Linked DNA regions of Mus musculus: all the other regions are linked to region 3. The links are chromatin contacts, called in public HiChIP or PLAC-seq maps. All regions are on one chromosome and are shown on one strand. Each heading gives the region's core, a stretch centred on a gene start, on an enhancer-like site or on the middle of the called end of the contact. The rest is flanking DNA. Distances are from core to core; before and after follow the strand shown. Region 1 has its middle 2.7 kb from the start of Gm26002. Region 2 has its middle 66 kb from the start of Gm32643. Region 3 has its middle 17 kb from the start of Gm32590.

The links. HiChIP or PLAC-seq counts read pairs in DNA pulled down with a chosen protein or histone mark.
Region 1: an H3K27ac HiChIP or PLAC-seq map of acute myeloid leukemia shows a contact between it and region 3, with 4 times the contacts expected there. The contact joins two enhancer-like sites. A contact is called at or near these places in 2 of 115 datasets of contacts at active chromatin or transcription factors (acute myeloid leukemia and differentiating embryonic stem cells).
Region 2: a contact with region 3 is called in an H3K27ac HiChIP or PLAC-seq map of acute myeloid leukemia, with 3 times the contacts expected there. The contact joins two enhancer-like sites.

Annotation. Positions count from the first base shown.
Region 1 is chr8:128,646,498-128,650,142 of GRCm38.p6, forward strand. No RefSeq gene overlaps it. Among named protein-coding and RNA genes, the nearest start is that of Gm26002, 2.7 kb to the right of the region's middle. Within about 2 kb of position 1,369, at least 32 of the 459 cell types and tissues checked have an H3K27ac peak or open chromatin away from gene starts, as enhancers often do. A contact at or near this core is called in acute myeloid leukemia, where this site is marked.
Region 2 is chr8:128,557,667-128,561,093 of GRCm38.p6, forward strand. No RefSeq gene overlaps it. Among named protein-coding and RNA genes, the nearest start is that of Gm32643, 66 kb to the left of the region's middle. Within about 2 kb of position 1,800, at least 17 of the 459 cell types and tissues checked have an H3K27ac peak or open chromatin away from gene starts, as enhancers often do. A contact at or near this core is called in acute myeloid leukemia, where this site is marked.
Region 3 is chr8:127,787,406-127,790,697 of GRCm38.p6, forward strand. No RefSeq gene overlaps it. Among named protein-coding and RNA genes, the nearest start is that of Gm32590, 17 kb to the right of the region's middle. Within about 2 kb of position 2,021, at least 3 of the 459 cell types and tissues checked have an H3K27ac peak or open chromatin away from gene starts, as enhancers often do. A contact at or near this core is called in acute myeloid leukemia, where this site is marked.

The sequences.
Region 1 (3,645 bases), core at 119-2,618, 860 kb after region 3:
TCAGAAAACAGGTAGGGGCTAACAAGACATTGAGACGCAGTGTTCGGCGGATAAACACCAATACCACTTGCTCACTTTCCTCTTGAGCTAAGCTCACACCCTCATACTAAACTCTCCTAAGCTCGTTGGTGGCAGACACTCAGCTGTCCCTGACGTCATTCCACCCCTGGCTGACCACTTCCTTCAGAGTACAGGCCAGCTGCATGGAACCAGGCCTTGAGGCAATCTCTATGGGTTCAGTCCTGCTTCCAGGAGAAGACATTTATCCCAATACATGTCCTCAGGAATCCCTTCCAATTTCCCAGCCCTAGGAAAAGAACTGACATCTAGGAAGTAAGAATGCATGACTATGTCTAAATTTGATTAAGACAAATGCTGGATTTCAAACTCAGGACCAGGCATGGAGGGGGTTCTGATGGAGTCGAGGTTTCGGCCTGTCATGACTCACTTTATTCTTCCTCTTTCAAACCTATGATGTGGTGTCTGAGGTGTTTGCCTGACTTTAACCTGACTTATTCTGTATATACATATATTTGTTTAGGAGGCATGTAGTGGGTCTGAGCTCTGTGCTCCCTGGAAACAAGCCTAGATGCAACTGATTGACATTCTTCCACATGAAAAATCAGACCTAGTAGGAAATAAGGACAGGAAGAGCACTTTAGGAACAGGACCCGGGCCTGAGATGGGTGGTCCCCATGTGATTTCTATAGCTGTTTCCCTGACTATGGTGTTTAGCAAGAGCTCAGTTTTATGTGAATCCAGAGAATTCTTCTAGAACAAATACTCCAAGATTCCCTTATATTGTTCTGAGAGGCAATTTATGAATTCCTGGTTAACAGCACAGCATCAATTTAGATAACAGCACAACATCAATTTAGATAGCTCTTGCCTTTTGCTTCTTTCTTTCTTTTCTTTTCTTTTCTTCTTTTGTTTTCTTTTCTTTCCTTTTTTCTTTTTTCTTTTTTCTTTCTTTCTTTCTTTCTTTCTTTCTTTTTTTTTTTTTTTTTGTGAGTCTTATACATCTCAGGATAGCCTCAAACTCACTACACAGTCAAGGACGACCTTAACCTTCCGGCACTCTCACCTCTACCTACCTGTCCAGGGCTAGGATCTCAGGAATGAGTCACCACACCCAGTTTATGCAGTGCTGGGGCTAGAACCCAGAGTTTCACACATACTAGACAAGCACTGTAGCAGCTGAGCCCCAGGTAATTCGTTATTGAAAGAGTCCAGAACTTTATTTCATGCGGTTTTATTGTCATGCTCTAGTCTCCTGCTTCCATTGCTTCACTAGTAACTGTTGAAACCTGAGACAAGAGATAGCTGTGAGTACTTTCGTCAAAATGAGAGCTCTGGAGTCAGAATATGGGAAATGACTCAGTGTTCTGGAGTCAGACTCTTAGGACAAAACACTGACTCTACCTCCAGGAAGGCTCTTGGGTGAGGCACTGAACCTCTCTATGCCTCAGTTTCCTCCTCTGGCTGGAGAGATAGCTGAGGCATGAAGTTTGTATCATCTATAATCATCTATTTCCTTCTCATTTGCAACTGTCCCAGGAAACAGCCTCACCTCATACATTGGTGTTTGGCCATGTGACTTACCCAAATGGCTCAGGAACAGAGAAGACATTTGCTTCCTCCAAATAAATAGGGGATTTCACAGGTGTGGAACATTCTCACCAGCCTCTCATGATCTGACCCCCATGCTGAGGCCATTAGCAACTCCAATAAAGCAGTACCTTGAGTGTGGACAAGGAGACTGCTGGAGCAGATCCAAGATGAGTCAGTAGTTCTGAGAAGGTCCAGAAACATTGTAATTCCCTGAATTGAAAATAGCAAATAAGGGTCACTAGGTGGTGTTGGCACATGCCTTTAAAGGAAAGGCAGGTGGATCTTTGAGTTTGAGGCAAACCTGGCCTACAGAGTGAATTCCAGGACAATTGGTGCTACACAGAGAAACTCTGTCTTGAAAAACAAAAACAACAAAGAGTAAAAGGGTGTCAGACAAGACAACAATTATCTATTGCTATAAGCTCAGTTGTCAGTGCTTGCCTATCACGTACAATGCCCTGGGTTCAATATCTAGCAGCATCTAAATGGTGACCAGGTGTGGTGGTCCATTGTCTGTAATTCTAGCACACTGGAGATGGAGGCAGAAGAGTCATAGTTCTTTTTCTTTTGAGACAGGGGCTCATGTGTCCTAAGTGCTCTGAAATTTCACTATGTAGTCAAGTATGGCCTTGAACTTTCAATCTGTGAGCCATGTCACAGGCTTATTTTTAAACTTCCTGCCACTATTATCATGAACCTTTGTTATCTCATCTGGATGCTAATCTTTTAAATTTGTTAATATTTCTGACAAAATTTATATTTCATGAGACTTTTAGACTCATACATTTTTTTGACAGGGTTTCTCTGTGTTGCCCTAGCTGTCCTGGAACTCACTTTGTAGATCAGGCTGGCCTCAAACTCAGAAATCCGCTTGCCTCTACCTCTGACTCCCAAGTGTTGGGATTAAAGGCGTGCACCACCACTGCCCGGTGAGACTTTTAGACTCTTTGTGATCATTTCATTGGATGTATAATTATAAAAGTCATTTGATATATATTTATTGTTAGATTTCTAGGGAGGGTAAGTGGGGAAAGAGAGAGAGGAATACAGAGAGAAAAAGACTGGGGGTGGGGTACTGAGTCGAATCTAATTGTCCTTCAGACAAGAGCAGGCACAGAGCAGGCGCTGTCTGGAGCTATTAGATATCACATTGCAATAATCTGAGGTAAAAAGCTTCAGTCCTGTGTGACTACCTCAAAGGTTTCCATGGAAAGGGAATGTCTTGCCCTTCAAGAGAGTAGGCTTAGCTAATATGTGACCTTAGCTTTGTGACCAAGCTTTGTGACCAAGCTCGAGGAACAGACACTTGTAACTTATGCTATGTGTCAGGAACACTCTTTCTCTGGATAGGGGTATGAAACTCATGGAACAAGACAGCAGTCAGGCTGCCTGTAATTCTAGGGTGTCAAGAATGGGTGTGGGCTTGAGTATGAGAGTGGGACTTGCCCTGTCTCCAGCCCAATCTGATTAGGTTACCTTAAGGGTCTCGAATCACCAATATATACATTTTCTTGAACCAGTTCAGAGTACTGTACTGCTTTTTTGTTCAATTGCACATGTATAATCATTCTCTTTCAACTCTTGTTAGCTTCGAACAAGCAACTGTTACTTGGTTGGATGCCATTCATGTGGTCCCCTGAATCCTAAGTCCATGTGGCTATGACATTTTCACTTTCCTACCCAGTCATCCTTCCCTGAGATTCAACCTTTCAGGGTCCCAGCCAGGTGCCAGAAAACACACGCCTCCACAGAGAATTTTCTTGTTTGTTTTTGGTTCTAGGTTCCCATCTTTGACCTTGGGCCTTCTAGTCAGGAGCCCTACTACTGGGCTACTCAGGTCCTTTCAGCAGGATTCGATGCATTTATTCTGTACAAGTGAATGCAACACAAGACATTGGACAGAAAATGGATCCATCGTGATGGAGGGATTACATAACTCCCAGTGATTTTTAAAGCAACTGGGAAAGGGACGGAGATGTGACTGAATTGGTGGCATGTACTTTGAAGCCTAGGTTCACTCCTCAGCATCACATG
Region 2 (3,427 bases), core at 550-3,049, 770 kb after region 3:
ACATCTTCAGGAAAAGAGAGCAAGAAGCAAGAGAGAGAGAAAAGCAAGAGAGAGAGAAAAGCAAGAGAGCGAAAAAGCAAGAGAGAGAGCGCGAGACAAGAGAGAGAGAGAACGAAACCCCGTCCCTCTTAAGGAGCATTCTCCTTCGCCTCGGACGTGTCACTCCCTGATTGGCTGCAGCCCATCGGCCGAGTTGACGTCACGGGGAAGGCAGAGCACAAGTAGTCATAAGATACCCTTGGCACATGCGCAGATTATTTGTTTACCACTTAGAACACAGGATGTCAGCGCCATCTTGTAACGGCGAATGTGGGGGCGGCTCCCAACAAACTGCCAGTGTAATCTAGCATGGATGCCGTTCCTTTCCTATAACAGAGGTGATAATCATACAGAACCACTGTTGGCTCAGCAATGGGGAGCTTTTAAGAACTTCAACTCCAGTCATTGCCCGAGTGGCCTGCTGCTGTCCTCCTGAAGGTTGCCTCCTCATACATCCCTAGTTTAACTCAGGGGCATTCATGGGAACTGAAACTATGCTCCCTCCCCTCTCCTCCCTGAACATCTGACTTGGTGACAAGAGCACAGACACGCTCTGTCAGTCAACACCTCAGTTGTTTACTACCTCGGCTGGGAGAGGATGGGAGGAGTTTTATTTGGTCCTTAGAAAAAGATGCCTTGTGAATGTACTAGAGATGACCTGAGCACCTAGCACATCTGAACTCTGTTTTGCTCATTTAATTCAGTGGCACCTACTTTCTCCTGAAATGGTGAGCCAGCCTTAGCCTCTGCACAAGAATCTGGGCATGCGGTCCCTGCTCCAGATAAGTTATGTATGTACCTCTTGTTTCAAAACAAAATTCTTCTCTTATAGAACTCGTTCAACAAAGCTATAAAGAATATTTTCTTTGTAACTAAAACACACAATGATGACCACAGGAAAAAGTCCTTTCCCATGTATACCTTTAAACTCTCTTGGCTCCCCATGCTGAACTAAGTGTCTGAATCATTTCAACAAACTCAACTTCATAAGTTATGAAAAGTGTCTGTTCCAAGCCTCCACTGAGCATTAATAAGCCATGTTCCCCATAATGTTTCTAGGAAGAACCTTTAAAAAGCTGTCTGCTGTGAGTGAAAAAGGGAAGGCCTTACTTCTCCAGGCCTTGTGTCTAGGAAGTGTCCACTTCATACATGGTCACAAAAGGTTACTGGGAAGTAAGACCCTAGAATGGAAGATGAGTGGCACAAGGAAAATGGGAGGGGAAGGGGGGAGAAAGAGAGAGAAGAGGAAGGGAGAGAAAGAGAGAAAAAGGAAGAGGAGGAGACGGCAGGGAGTGAAGGAAGGAGGGAGAAAGAAGGGAGAGAGGGAAGGGGGAAGAAAGATTAATATGGAATAACAGCATCTTAGATAAAAGTTGAGGGATTTGATTGTCACTTCTGAAAAGAGTCCTGACAAAGGGGAGACTGACCCCCATGCAACCATCTTATAGATATACATCTATAGTGTGTGCACTTATAGATGATCTGGGTGGGGAGGATGTGGCATTTTGTTAGAACACAAGGACAGAACACAATGCACCATACAGCACATTAAGCAATCCCCTGGCAGACAGATACCTAAGGTCTATGAAAGCCAGCCACCAGACTGCGATGTAGCACAACAAGTTATTACACAGCCTAAGACTTCCAAACTGGTACTTTGGCTAGATAGTCTTGGACATAAGAAGAATTGTGTTGGTCATTCTATTAGTTATTAGAGACAGAGAGAGAACTCATTGACACAGATGGCTGGGTCTGTGGCTATGAAGATTGGGCAAGGCAGTATTACAGAGCTTCTGGTGAGCATATTGCCACACAGTACCTGACTCATATTTTTCCTCCATAATCATTAGAAAAGAATGAATTTTTGAAAGGGGGCAACACAATGGTCTTAGTAAGCCAGGGCTCTGCTGCCTACCATCTGTGACCACCCAGGCTTGCTGATAGAATATGCTTCATTCCTAAGCAGAGCCATAACTGCTTTACACATGAAACTACTGGCTACAGTCTGCAGCCCACAGCATGAGAATGGAATATCTTTGTTGGCATGTGGGGGGAGATGGTTAAATTAGAAGTATATTACAATTCTTATATGGGTCAATGAAACCTTCCTTTAAATAGTCCATAAAAATGGATTTTTCAGAAAAAACATACACAGTACTTCAACATACAATCTATAAGAGGTACATGCAAGGGTGTATGCATGTGTGATGGTCAGCCTCAGTTGTCTTTTTCAGGAGTCTTCTACCTTGTTCTTTGAGACAGGTTCTCTCACTGAGACCTGGAATCTCCAAGCAGGCTAAGCTCACTAGCAGTGACTACCGGGATTTTTCTGACTCCACCACACTTAGTTTGTTGCTGTTGTTTTGTTTTTAAATATCATTTCAGGGGTCAAACTCAGGTATTTTACCAACCAATCTATCTTCCTGCCTCTGAATGTTTTTAATATAAGATTAAAGATTAAAGCTTCAAGATACAGCTGAGTGGTAGAGCCTTCACCCAGTGTTTGCAAATAAGGTCCTAGATTCCATCCCTAGACTGCAAACAAAATGAAACCATGGATTCCCAGACAGGGATCAGAAGCCTGGACTGTGTTGCTGAGTTATGCTGGCTGTGGGGCTTTAAGAATGCCAGGGGAGCACTCATCCAGGTAAGCAACAGCCACAGCCCGAGCTCTTCAATCTCTTTCATTTTCATGCATTTGTGCATTGCAATGATAAGCCTCACACTGCATGCAACCTCCAACCTCATGTATAGAAACTAATTAGAATAAAAACTGAGTTTTCTATTCCAGGATGCGCTGTTCTGAAAGCTAATATTTACTTTTTAAAACAACAGGTGCCCCTAACAGCCTGTTGTGCCTTGGAGTCAAGTGTCTAAGGAACGGGGAAACTGCCATCTGAGAGCTGCTGACCACACTGGGTCTTTATGTCATGATCCTTCTTCATTTCTTTTCCTTCTGAATTTTCAAGCTGCTTATCAGGGTAAGTCAGCAGTGTGGGGCCCCTTCCTTCTCTCTGCAGAAGGATTTCACATGGCAAGCTGGAATTTCCTTTATTTAATATGCTTGAAAAATCTACAATGCTCTCACTGATTTCTTCCTAAAGTAGGGGTATCCAGTCCCACAGTCATCACTGACAAGATGCTCAGTGTAGGCTCTACACAGCACCATAGTAATTTATATTTCTCGGGGGAGGAGTAAACGCTGACAATTTCTGTCATGCAGAACCTGAACAGCCAGCAGAGCTCAGAACACCCAATGTGTTCAGGAAACGGTGTAAAGGACCCAGCCATGGCCAGAATAGCTAAGCACATGTCAGACAATTACTGAGGTGAGATGATAATCATGAATTAGAAAAGACAATAAAAAAGGGCTGGAAAGAATGGCTAA
Region 3 (3,292 bases), core at 771-3,270:
TTGCATTAATATATCAAAGATGCTCAGAATGAAGAGATATCCCAGAAGGTAATGGTGTTACCTGGAAACCTGAACTTGATCCCTGGGACCCACATAGAGGGAGGAGAGAAGTAACCCCCACAAGTTGTTCAATGATCTCTACATGTGCACTGTCATGCTCAAGTTTCCCCCTTCCATATATGCACATAAAATACATAAGCAAAATAAGAAAAGGGAGATACTCAGAGAAAGATGTAATCTTAGCTCATTATAGCACGTTTATTCCCCCATCCTATGTGCGTGTGTGTGTGTGTGTGTGTGTGTGTGTGTACACACGTGTGTGTGTTTATGTAGGTCAGAGGACAACCCCTGGTGGTGTTTCTCAGGCAAAGTCTACCTTATTACTGAGACAGGGTCTCTCATTGGCCTGAAGCTCACCAGGTAGTCTAGGCTAACTGACCACTAAGCCCCAGGGATCTCTCTCTTTCCACACATACTGATTTTTTAAATGTGGGAACTAGGGATTAAACCCAGCTTCACAGACCCTGGCAGGTTCCTGACAAGGTGAAGATACATGCTTACTGAGGCCGCCCCTACTTTTGAAGATAGAGCAGAGGTCTGTGAATAGTGAACTCACTCTGGGAGACATCTTTGAAGGTTATGAAAATGGTCTGAAGTGTCCTATTTTCTATTATAACAGATTTCTACATTCATTTGGCCTTAATCTCTGTGTTCTTGTACACAGTTCCTGAAACCTATGGAATCTCAAAAATGTAAGTATCTGTGTATATAATCAGAGATGCCTAATGGAACTATCTTGTAACTAGAGGATTGGAACATCTAGTATCCTCCCTTCTAACCCTAGCCATCATCTGCCAACAACAAAGTAGGTTGAATTGGCCACCGATGGTCAACTTAGTCACAATGGAGCCTCCTCAGGATGCAAGGTAAGGGACTTATGGAACTTCTTTGTTGTTGAACCTATGGGGTGCTGGAAGGAACATGGCTTGTAGGGAGCCTGTGTATCTGACACCCTTCCTTCATACTTTGCTATGATAATAAATATGTGATATGTCTCCTAAGGCCCGTGACTTAAAGCTTTGGTCTTCAGCTAGGTGGATATTTTAAGAGTTAGGACTTTGTGGGGAGAGCTTAGGTCACTGGAGGGTGCTCTCATGGGGAATTATGGGACCCCAGTCTCTTCATCACTCTCTTTTGCTTCCCCACTATTAAGTGAGTGCTTTTACTCCATTCTATATTCCAATCATGAGGAACAGTCTCACTCAAATCCACAGAGCCAAGACAAAACTCTCTACAAATTGATCATCTCAGCCACATGTGATAGAAAGCTGACACACCTGCCTTAGGTACTGTTCATTTGGATTTTCTCTGTGTCCTTTGCTGTACCCCCCTGTAACTGGCTGACATGAGTAAAAACTATACCGTAGGTGACCCAGTGGTCACCAAGGCTCCTTTCTCATATTTGATTACCTCATAGGCAAGTCCTAGTTGTATACCTGATTCTCAGAAAGGTTTTTGAGAGACCGCTTCTAATTCCCCACATCATAAAGTGTTTCCAACTCGAATCACAAGAAGCAATACAAATTTCTGATGCCCAGCGGAGAAAACAGACACAATATTAACTACAGTCAGAAGGGATCCGTCAGCCCAGTAGTTTGTCCCATAGCTCATTAGAGGGATAGGTAGGACCAGTGTGAAGATGGGTTATGTCAGAATCTGATCTGCTATGTGGGACTCGAGCTTCAGGGGAGTTGAAAGTGGAAATATTTATTAAGTTGTGAACTTGGTGATAACTCATGCCTAGCGCATCTCCTACTTCACTCCCCAGTGTGTGTAGGGACATCAATGAATACCAACAAGGATGGGAGACCCACCAGGGGCTAGGATGCAGCAGTAGGGGAATATCCGAATGGAGAGAGAAAGAAGGGTGAGTTTAATTAGCTTGAGGTCTTTGGGCTTGGTCAAACTGTCCTAGCTCAGAGGGAGGTGAGCAGGAAGGAAATGTGGGCGCCTACTCCCTGACAGGAAACAAAATTTCGAAATCTCCATTAATTTTTTTGGTTTTTCTTTTCCTCTCCCCACAACTTTGTCATCTGACTTTGGCATCCGCTCTTCCAGACCCTTAAAGTGAGGCCACCTGTGCGTGTTGAGAACATGTGCTTTGAATCTTCTCAGAAGTTCTGCCTAGAATCAGGAAAGTTTTAACAGTGGAGTCTGCCCAAGAACCTCCAGCTACTTGAAGAATATGACCACAGTTGACAAAGGTAGTCATTGGGCTGAGAATTGACCTTGCTCAAGGACAATTCAAAGCCAGGCATATTTGATACTTGGAGTACATTTCTGACACGGTAAATCACTTCTTTAACTGAGGACTACAATATTCAGGAGAATCTTTCCCCAACTAGTATGTTCTTGTTATATTCATGTTGTGCTCCTGGCTGACCTTGGTAAAGGGATAGTGAGAAGGGCCCTTGGGCCATCTACATGTTGATGACCAAGAATGCATCATCAACATTCACAACATTTGTAGAGAGTGGCTTCATGAAGCATGCTCCTGATCTGGACAAAAGGACATGGGGACTCTAGATGTAGATACTGATAACTGGTCAGGCTCAAAAAAACTCTCTGAGACAAAGGGATAAGGGATTCCCTACATCTTCTTAGTGCCCCATTGTCTAGATAAGTTCCATACCCGGATTGCCCACTATTCCCACTTTGAAAATCCAAATCAATATGGATGAGAACTCGCAATTGACAAAGTTTAAAATTGCCAAAATAGTAACATCAACAAGACCAATAAAAAGTAAAACCAGTTTGAGCCCCACACAGAAGTAAAGCACAGCATTGTGGTTTATGTCTGATTCTAACACATACTCCCAGAAAGCCAAAAGACCAGAAAGCCAAGTGTGATCAAAGTTCTTGACACTTACAGAACAAAACAGCAACCATTAGCTTAGGCTGAAACACATTTACAGAGGGTCTTGTAGAGGATCAGATGTCCTTTCTTTGGGCTGCTTGAGTAGGACACACTTGTGGTCTAGTAGATTTGTATTCTTTGATATCACATAAATGTCCATCCCAGTTGGGTGTGCATGTGTCCCTTCATTCAAGTGTGTATGGAGGCCAGAGGATAATCTCAGCTATTATTTTTCAGGGGAAATCTGCATCATTATTCTTTTAAATTTAGGATTTTTAATTTTTTTTTCTTTTTTTCGAGACAGGGTTTCTCTGTATAGCCCTGGCTGTCCTGGAACTCACTCTGTAGACTCGGCTGGCCTCAAACTCAGTAATC